2 separate regions of the Mus musculus genome follow, and region 1 is linked to region 2. A link is a contact called in public HiChIP or PLAC-seq data. All regions are on one chromosome and are shown on one strand. Each heading gives the region's core, a stretch centred on a gene start, on an enhancer-like site or on the middle of the called end of the contact. The rest is flanking DNA. Distances are from core to core; before and after follow the strand shown.

Evidence for each region. HiChIP or PLAC-seq counts read pairs in DNA pulled down with a chosen protein or histone mark.
Region 1: a RAD21 HiChIP or PLAC-seq map of pro-B cells shows a contact between it and region 2, with 5 times the contacts expected there. The contact joins two enhancer-like sites. A contact is called at or near these places in 1 of 39 promoter capture datasets (the C10 cell line), 2 of 15 datasets of contacts at CTCF or cohesin (the NIH/3T3 cell line and pro-B cells), 28 of 484 Hi-C or Micro-C datasets (B cells, the C10 cell line, CD4 T cells and 23 more), 10 of 115 datasets of contacts at active chromatin or transcription factors (astrocytes, bone marrow-derived macrophages, differentiating embryonic stem cells and 7 more) and 3 of 9 other capture datasets (adipose tissue, liver and pancreatic islet).

Annotation. Positions count from the first base shown.
Region 1 is chr1:177,189,346-177,193,766 of GRCm38.p6, reverse strand. The region is part of intron 1 of Akt3 (thymoma viral proto-oncogene 3); the gene reads left to right. Among named protein-coding and RNA genes, the nearest start is that of Akt3, 57 kb to the left of the region's middle. Within about 2 kb of position 1,981, at least 7 of the 459 cell types and tissues checked have an H3K27ac peak or open chromatin away from gene starts, as enhancers often do. A contact at or near this core is called in bone marrow-derived macrophages and pro-B cells, where this site is marked.
Region 2 is chr1:176,994,706-176,999,112 of GRCm38.p6, reverse strand. The region is part of intron 16 of Sdccag8 (serologically defined colon cancer antigen 8); the gene reads right to left. Among named protein-coding and RNA genes, the nearest start is that of Gm15423, 56 kb to the right of the region's middle. Within about 2 kb of position 1,967, at least 115 of the 459 cell types and tissues checked have an H3K27ac peak or open chromatin away from gene starts, as enhancers often do. A contact at or near this core is called in bone marrow-derived macrophages and pro-B cells, where this site is marked.

The DNA of each region.
Region 1 (4,421 bases), core at 732-3,231, 190 kb before region 2:
GATTTTTAAAAGAAACTTATTCATCCTCATAGAGACCATGGTACTCTTCCCCCTCCCCCATCCCAGGTCTCTGGCAGATATCCTAGAGATTGCCCCTCACTGTTTTCCATTCTTTCCCTTGCACTCCATACATCAAACTTCCCTCACAGCCTACTCCCCTCCTCAGCCCCTTTCCTACCCAGTCCCTTTATCCACTTCTGATATCTATTTCATAAATATATAAGTGTAAATAAACTTGTGTTTTTTTTAAGTACAAAAATCGTACTTAAAAAAGCAGACATCGGACGTGTTTCTGCCCTCCCTTTTTTTCTGACTCTTTGAGCCTTTCTACCTGTTTCCCTCATTCCCTTTCTCCCAGCCATAACCACCATGTCACTTTGGAAAAGTATGATGCAATATATGCTTGCTTTTTAAAATACAATTATTTAGAAGAATTATTTTATATATACATGAGTACACATGAGTAAGGGCCTGCAGAAGCTATAGACTTTGAATCTACCACAGCTGTAGTGGTGAGCTTCCTGATGTAGGTATTGGGAACTGAACTTAGATCCTCTGCAAAAGCAGAATGACTCTTAATGCTTATATCATCAAAGTTGTGAGAAGTAATAATGCATCTTGAGTTTTGGTTTATCCACTGTCATATATAGCAAGCTATTCTGGGAATATTGTGAATTAAAACAGTCAGTATCCTTGCCCTCCGGAGGGAGTTCCTCATCTTCCTCCCCCTTTTAATGGTTTATTTTATTTTATGTGTATTGAGTGTTTTGCCTGCATGTATGTCTGTCTGTGTATAGTGCCATATGTGTACAGAGCCCAGAAGAGGGCATCCGGTCTCCTTAAACTAGAGTGAGCAGGTGATTATGAACTGCCATGTGTTTCCTGGGAGCTAAGCTCCAGTCCCCTGTAAGAGCAGCAAGTGTTCTTAACCACTGAACCATGTATCCAGCCCCATGAAATAATTTCTTAATCTTAGCACTTGAACAGAATAAGGAGGCTGTTTTGTAGACTTTGATATATCTCTGTTTCCTCCTTCGTCCAGCTGCAGAAACAAAAATACATGGAAATACTGCTAGCTGTCCATTGAGTGTGAAAAGCAAAATCATCACTCTTGGCCATGTATTGCTCTTGACAGTACAATGAAATCAGATACATAAATTCAACAACTAATGTAATTCTTACTAATTATAATAATTAAAAATTTGATAAAACTTAAACCAAATGAATTTGGAATTCAAATAGATAAATTTTTTATTGAATATACTTTAAATATTTGATGTTAGAAGAAATGGAAGAAATTATTCCCTTTAAGGTCATGCAAGTGATAATACACTATACAGGTTAGCACCTTCTTTATAGTGTAAGACTTCAGCTTTAATAAATACCATTGGACAATAGTCAGAAATAAGGCAATTCTTACAAAAGGACCTACATAGTCTATTTCTATAATTCCACTGAAGTGGAAGGGTCAAGAACAACATATAAGTACAGAGACAATAAATCAAGACAAATTGTAAATTAACTGTTATGCTTTTGACATAAGAAGACTCATTGTTACACTGACATTGATAACCCCGTGGCATCTTCATCTTAGTTTTAGAGGGTCTCTGTAGTGCCTCAGCATTCCTGTTGTGATAGCACAGTCAGCTGCCTAAGCCTCTGGCTGTTGAAGAGCTGGAGCTTGTGGAGTGGACAGCAGAGTCAGTGGGGTTCTTGAGAAGTCGGACTGCATGGCGAAGCATTCATACGCTCTACAAGGAACCATTCACTTCTGTTCAATCTTGTTAACGTAACAAGATTGGTTTACAAAAGAACAACAATCAAACACACAACGTTAAATGGCATGTCTCCCTCAGATCTTTCCCCTCAGAGCTCAAGGAACTCCATAGAAAGTGTTAGAGCCAGAGGGGATGGAGGACCCCAGGGGAACACTTCCCTCTTTTGAGAGTCAGTACATCCAGGAAAAGGGAAGGAAAGAAATTGCACAGAAGTGAAAAGTTACTGCTTTTGGGTCTGCTTCTGTAGAGTTCCTTCCAGTTCAGTGTTTTACTTTGTATTCTTGACTTTCATTTCAATAAATCTTCTTGAATTTATTCAAGTTAAGCAAGATATTTTATTTTTTATCTTTTCACCCATTCCTTTAAAGCAGTTTGCATTCTTGTTGTCTGCTGAGATCAGGGAGTAGTAAGTTTTCACATGTATGTGCATTTGGGCAAATTAAGGCTGACCAAAGTAGCATGATAAAGTGGAAGAAATAGGAGGAACTTGAAACTGGCATAAATAAAACATAATTTTAAAGAGGAGATATATTGAAGGATCTGTTGGGGAACAAGGAAGAATGCCAAAGGTCCCACCTTGGTTAGTTAGTACCTCCTTGATTGTTAGGCCTAGATATAGAGGTAAGTTAGCCAACCATGGTTAGAAATGTTAACCGAGTTTAGTGAAAGTTTGTGACACTGTCTTCAAATTTCACAACAATTTAGTGCATAATGCTGTGGAACAAAGCTTTCAGATTACCCAGGAGCTATCAGGGAACTAAAGAAACATGAACTAATTAATGTGGTTCTGACATTTAAAAGGTTACTGTTTTATTGAGAAGTTAAAAAGCTGAAAATGCTGAACCTGACTTGTGTTGAGGTAATATTTAGAAAATGTGGCAAGTGATTAATCCTTAAGAAATAATTGTTTAGGAATTAATTTAACAGATCTATCACTTTATGAAATTTAGATAAGGAATGTGGGTAGTGTAAAATTTCTGTAACATTTATAGTATCGATCACAAGAAAGTCTTACTTAGTGTCATCAAATAAAAAGACTGTTCATTTCAGTGTCAAAGCTGTTTAGAAAGCACAGTTCATGGTTACCAAAGTTGAATTGTTGTTTCAGAACCTTTAAAATGTCTGTGTCATAACACTTTACCTCTCATTGCATAAATGCTCAATTTTAGATGTATTCAGTTATTTATGTTTTTATATTTTCCAGATCTGTTAATAATGTGTCAACCAGTGATTATTGGTATTGTACCTAAGGTAAAAGATATCTTCAGTCATGTTAAATCTTTTAAAAAACATCCAAAAAGTTTTTTTTTTCAGACCTATACACAGTACCAAGTCATCTCAACTGTGATAGGCTAAGCAGACACCTGTCTTCACTGGAGTTAGTGAAGGGTTGGTTGGGTGAATTGTAGATTGACTAATCAAAGTCAGTTTATTACGTAATACTAGAGCTGAAGTTTCTGGGGCCACATAACCTCTGGAGATTCCATAAAACAGCTTTGTTACTGCTTGAGCTGTTTCCTTGTCCTTGTCTCTACTCTATAGAGAGTAGTGTGTTCAAAGTCAGGATTTTCAAGGAATAGCAAGATTTGGAAAATAAGGACAGTAGGCTTGCTCTGCTTCTGAAATACTATGCGTGTATAGGAGAGTTTGGGGAAGGTAATAAGAGGACTAAGAAGTTTGCAGACTATAAATTTGGGCTAAATGGATAGGGAAATTAAGTGTCACGCGCTAAATGAGCTACTTTCTTTAAAAAAGGCATCACCTGTAGTTTACTAAAGTATGTATGGATACTATATTTGATTCAGGCTATGTAAGGAGAAGGCAGAGGAGTCTTTTTTTGTTTCTTGTTTTTTTTTTGTTTTTCGAGACAGGGTTTCTCTGTATAGCCCTGGCTGTCCTGGAACTCACTTTGTAGACCAGGCTGGCCTCGAACTCAGAGATCCACTTGCCTCTGCCTCCTGAGTGCTGGGATTAAAGGCGTGCGCCACCACGCCTGGCTAAGGCAGAGGAGTCTTAAAGGAGCTAGAAAGAACAGGAACAATTACTGTGCACTTTCAAAGCCAAGAGAGAAAGAAAACATCTCAATTTGAGAAGAGTGTAAAGAGAACACTAATGATAAGTTTATTGGTAACTTCTAACCAATCATTGTCAATTAAATTGTAGTGATAAAAAGAAAATTGTCAGTGATTCAAGAAAGAAGGAGTATTAAAGAAATGGTAAAAGCATAGATTCATCTTTGCACTGATTTTGGTAAGAGGAAAGAAAGTAGATTGCAGTAGTTCAGAGAGATTTTTTGAGGTGGAAACATGTTGAACATGTTCATAGATTATGGAGCAGGCATCCAGATACAGAGGGAAATTTTGAATATTCAAGAAAAAAAGATACAAGTAAATTTAGAGAAAGAAAAAAAAAAAAACTGGATACCTGAAAGGGCGCTAGCTCTTGAAATGGCCTTTGATCTAGGCAAAGATGTATTCTGAATAGGCTTTCAAACAGTGAGCTGAGACCTTGAACCTTGACGTTACCTACATTTATTTATAAACATTGCCCTTGTTTCCTAATAGTTAAGGAGGATGAAGTATGGGGGAGAAGATAATAATTGTATTGTGTCAACTAGAAATGATAAACAATTTACCAGAGTTG
Region 2 (4,407 bases), core at 718-3,217:
AGCTAGAAGGTCCATGACAGATCAGAGTGATTAGACCGGCTGGAGGGCTCATTTGGTTTCTAGTGGGCTCAGGCATCGCAACAGACAGATCCGGCCCAGTTACATGCCACTGTGGGTGGGGGTGAGGGGTAAACTTAACACTTGGACCACAGAATGTTCTTATTTTAAGGAGTGGAAGGCAGCCAGCTGAGGCTCCACACACCTTACTCATTTTTCTTTAAGAACGTGTAAGTTAACCAACTTCCCAAGTGTCTCACCTCAGGTTATCCTCCGCAGCAGCATGTTCCCGCCTGAAGCACCTAAGAGGGCAGGCAATGTACCCTTAGAGGGCAGGGCTTTTTCTTGTTTTCTTTGCTTTGCTTTGCTTTTCTTTCCTTTTTTTTTTTTTTTTTTTTTTTTTTTTTTTTGGTTTTTTTGAGACAGGGTTTCTCTGTGTAGCCCTGGCTGTCCTGGAACTCACTCTGTAGACCAGGCTGGCCTCGAACTCAGAAATCCGCCTACCACCAAGTGTGACCGTGATGGTCTCAGAGGGGCCTAGGGGCTTTGCGCTCTAATTTTGTAAGGCTCCCCTGCACTGAATGATGGGCAGAAGATAAAGGGCCTTGTACCCAGTCCTAGGAGACAGAGGCCAAAGGAGCTGCATTTTCAAAACAAAAGTTCTGGGTTGTGCTAATCGCTAAGCATGTCCCCCTACCTGCCATTTCCTTGTTTGGTGTGGGCAGAGACACAAGGGTCCTGACAGCAGATCAGGACAGGAAGGCAACACCGCTGTACAGGCCGTGCACGGCGCCTTCTCACCCGGCCGGCCACTCCTCACTGGCTGCCCGGCACCATTTTGAGAGGTAATGGTCAGGGACTATGCGTACTCCCTGACCCCGAGAATACACTAACTCACCCTTGGAGATCATTTTCAGCCAAACCAAAGGTAGACTTTGATTTCTCCCTCTGGATGCTGCCAACAAACTGCTTCTGTCTTAGTTTTCAGAGAAGAGGAGCAGCTGTGCACTTAGATCCTGCACCGCCTGCTCTGAACCCAGGCCGCACCCCGCCCAGACAACAGCGACAGCCTCCAGTGCGGCTGGCCACCCCGTGCTGGGCAATTGTCCTCCTGCAGGTGCAGCCAGCCACAGGGCTCCGCATGGGCCACGGGGGCGCGCCCGCCTGTTCCGCCTCTGGATACCGGTGGCTTGGCCAGCACCCCCTGCCCACCATGAGAGGGCCGGCACCTGCAGGGGCCGGCTGGGTGCCTAGCATCTGGCTAGGGAGGCTCCACAGGGGCTCCCGGGGCCTCTGGACTTTGGCAGAAGGAGGGGATTAAAGCGAGCTGGCAGTTGAGGGAGGAGATGGGTGAAAGCTTCATTAACTCCATGCTCGCGGCCCAATTTCATTCTCCTGAGAAGCAATGTGAAAAACAGGTTGATTTCCCGGCGATGCAAGAGGTGCTGTGGGTTTGTATTTGCTGTCTTTAATTCTAATTCCTTATTGGTAAACAAATAAGTGAATCATTGTTTGTTGATGATCATGGACGACCCAATTTTTAATTAAAGAGAAAAAAATCTTGGCTAATAGAGAGGCCAAAGAAATATTACCGCTCGTTTTAATTTCTATGAAGTAATTAAGCTTCTCTTGTGACTTAATTGAAACTGGCAAGACTTAAGAACTCACTCAAAGAGGTGACAATCAAAAGGTGCTGGATGACCCCCCCCCCCAGCGGGTTTTCCGATCAACCCTCAAATGTGCCCTGGAAAACTGTACCCGTGAGTCCTTGAAAATATTTCCAGTGGGCATGCTTTATGCCCAGGCCTTCATTCTTGATTTTTGCCCCTCTACAAAGTTACACTTTAGAGTTTCACTTGTAAGCCCTACTTAGAAATTCCCCTCCAAATGCTTTGTCTGCTCGATCTCCTGAGCTGCCCTCATATTTCAGTTTCCAGACACTCTTGAACTTTGCAGACAGCGCCAGTTTGAGCCTGCACAGAACAATCAGCCAGCGTATCAGTTCCCCTCAGAGACAGTGAGATTTCTCTAGCACAATCTGCCCAACCTGAACTCCTTCCTTCAGAAACATTTTGCGTTTAGAAAGAAACTCGCAGCTGAGCCTCCTAAGAAGCGACATGTAACAGACAGTGCGTGTGGTGCGGGGCGGGCAGCTCGGAATGAAAAGAGAATTTTGTACTTGGTTTCTTCAGCGCCATGCTCATAATGTACACGTGGCCGAAACTGACATCAGACAGGGAAAGTAAGACGCTGGGGGGAGGGGCATGTGAGGGCGGTGGAAAGACAGAAAATATGTTGATAAAAACAGGAACTTCTGTTAATCTACATTTTCCAGTCACTGTCTTAATTAAGAATGTTAGGAAATATGTTACAGTTTAATTGCATTGTTTCAAGAAACTCAGAGGCTGACAAATTCCAGGCTGTGTACACTTGGAAAGAAAATGGGATCCGATTGACAGTTTCTTCTAATTGGCGAATAACAATCAGAATTAGGCTTTTCACAGATACAGGCCCCCAATGAATCCCAAATTCACAAGACAGAGTAAGAATATCCTAACCTTCAATGTGTTAGCAAAAAATGGGCTTGGGGAGGAAAAAAAAGAGAGAAGCTGGCGTGCTCAAGTGTGTAAGAGCACAATTTACAACACAAACACCAATAGTTATTTAAGATGTCCTTGTTAAGAATCTCCACAGGATTTCTAGATGACCCCATTTAACAAGAACAAAGCCAGAAACCATGCCAGTCTGCAGACACATGCCATCTCTAACCGCCTTTCTGCTACTCCAACCTAGTTACACAGGACCTGGCTTCCACCTTCTTTCTGCAGGAGGCTGTGTGTTGCTACAACAGACAAAGAAGAACGCACTGTGGCTGTTCCATGTTCTGAGGGAAGCTGTGCTAGACACACACCTCACATGGCTCTGGTTTTTCATGTTTTTATTATTTTAATGTGCATGTGTACATATGAGTATGATATGTGTGTGCACCTGTGTCTGTGTGTGTGTCTGTCTGTCTGCATGCATGCATGCATGCATGCGTGTGTAATATATGTGAAAATTCAGAAAACAACTTTATGGAGTTGGTTCTCTCCTTCTACCTTGATGGGTATCGAACTCAGAGCACCAGGCTTGCACGGTGAATAGCTTTATGTGCTGATCCAAGTGGTCAGCTCACTATGTCAATTCTACCCTTTCCTTGGTTCTGTGTGTGGGGAGGGCGTCCAGCTGGGGTCAGACATGATAGGCAAGGCATCAATATTCGGTATGCTCTGTTCCCACAGGGCTCAGAAAGGCCAGGAGCTGACTCACCAGTCACTCTCAGAGCTCTCAAAGGTTAATGAAGATTTGCTGAATGCTTCTCTCAGGTCAACCCACTGCTTCCTTGGTTGTTCTCAGCCATTCGACCTTCTATAAGCCAACTTTTGTCACATCTGAGCCTCAGAGTTAGCTATGAACTAACTTTTCCAGCCACTGGCGATTTTACTGCATGTACAAAGTCCTCTTCTCAGCAACAGAGCACAATGCTTGCCTTGCGATGGCCATGTACTGCCAGTACCCTAGGTCTCAGCGCTCAGTTTATGCTTATTCTGAACTATAAAATAGCATCTGAGCTCTCAGATGAGCCAGGGAATGGCAGGTATGGCCTAACAGTGCAGTGACTTCACTGGTAGAGACTGGAAGACCTACAACAGTGGGAGGGTATGCTCTCATGTGCTCACTATGGCCTCCACAGATTTGTCTATCTCCTGGGATCAGGATGGACACACAGGCCCCTGGGAGTTAGACAGCCTTCCTGCAAAAGGCATTTGTCAAGGCCCTGAGAACTGTAGGACTGAGCCTGGAGCCCTGCGGAGGACAGAGGAACAGCACACGGGAGCAGGGCTGCAACATGACTAATTAATTACCAAATTGGGGGCAGAGAGGAGAGTTCACAGGGGCCTAGAGCCCAGAGAACCCAGCCTTGTAATTAATAGTTGAAAAGTTCTAGTCAATTCTCAGAGTTCGAAGAACATTAAAAGAATACTTGATGCTGCGGGCAGGGAGGAAAGCAGCCGCCGCCCCAGGGCCAATTGCCTCTCCAGCAGCGGCAAGGCTGCTCCCCTGCTCTCAGGACCATTTGTTCCATTACACAATCTCCTGAAGCCATTTAGAGAGAGCTCAAACAACTGCCTGTACCAACGCGACACATGGCTCCCCATTCCGACTCTTTGCTAATCCAGACGCTCCAACCATCTTTCTTTAAGATGCCATATGGTTGGCAGAAGCCTGTAGATCTTCTAGCAGCACATCTGTTTCTGCCTTTCTCCTTCCCTCCATCCCCCAACAAAAGAGGGCTAGGAAGGCAGCCTGAGAGGAGGCTCACTGTGCCCCTGCCTGGCTGGAGGCTCCTCTTACTCACTCTGACACAAC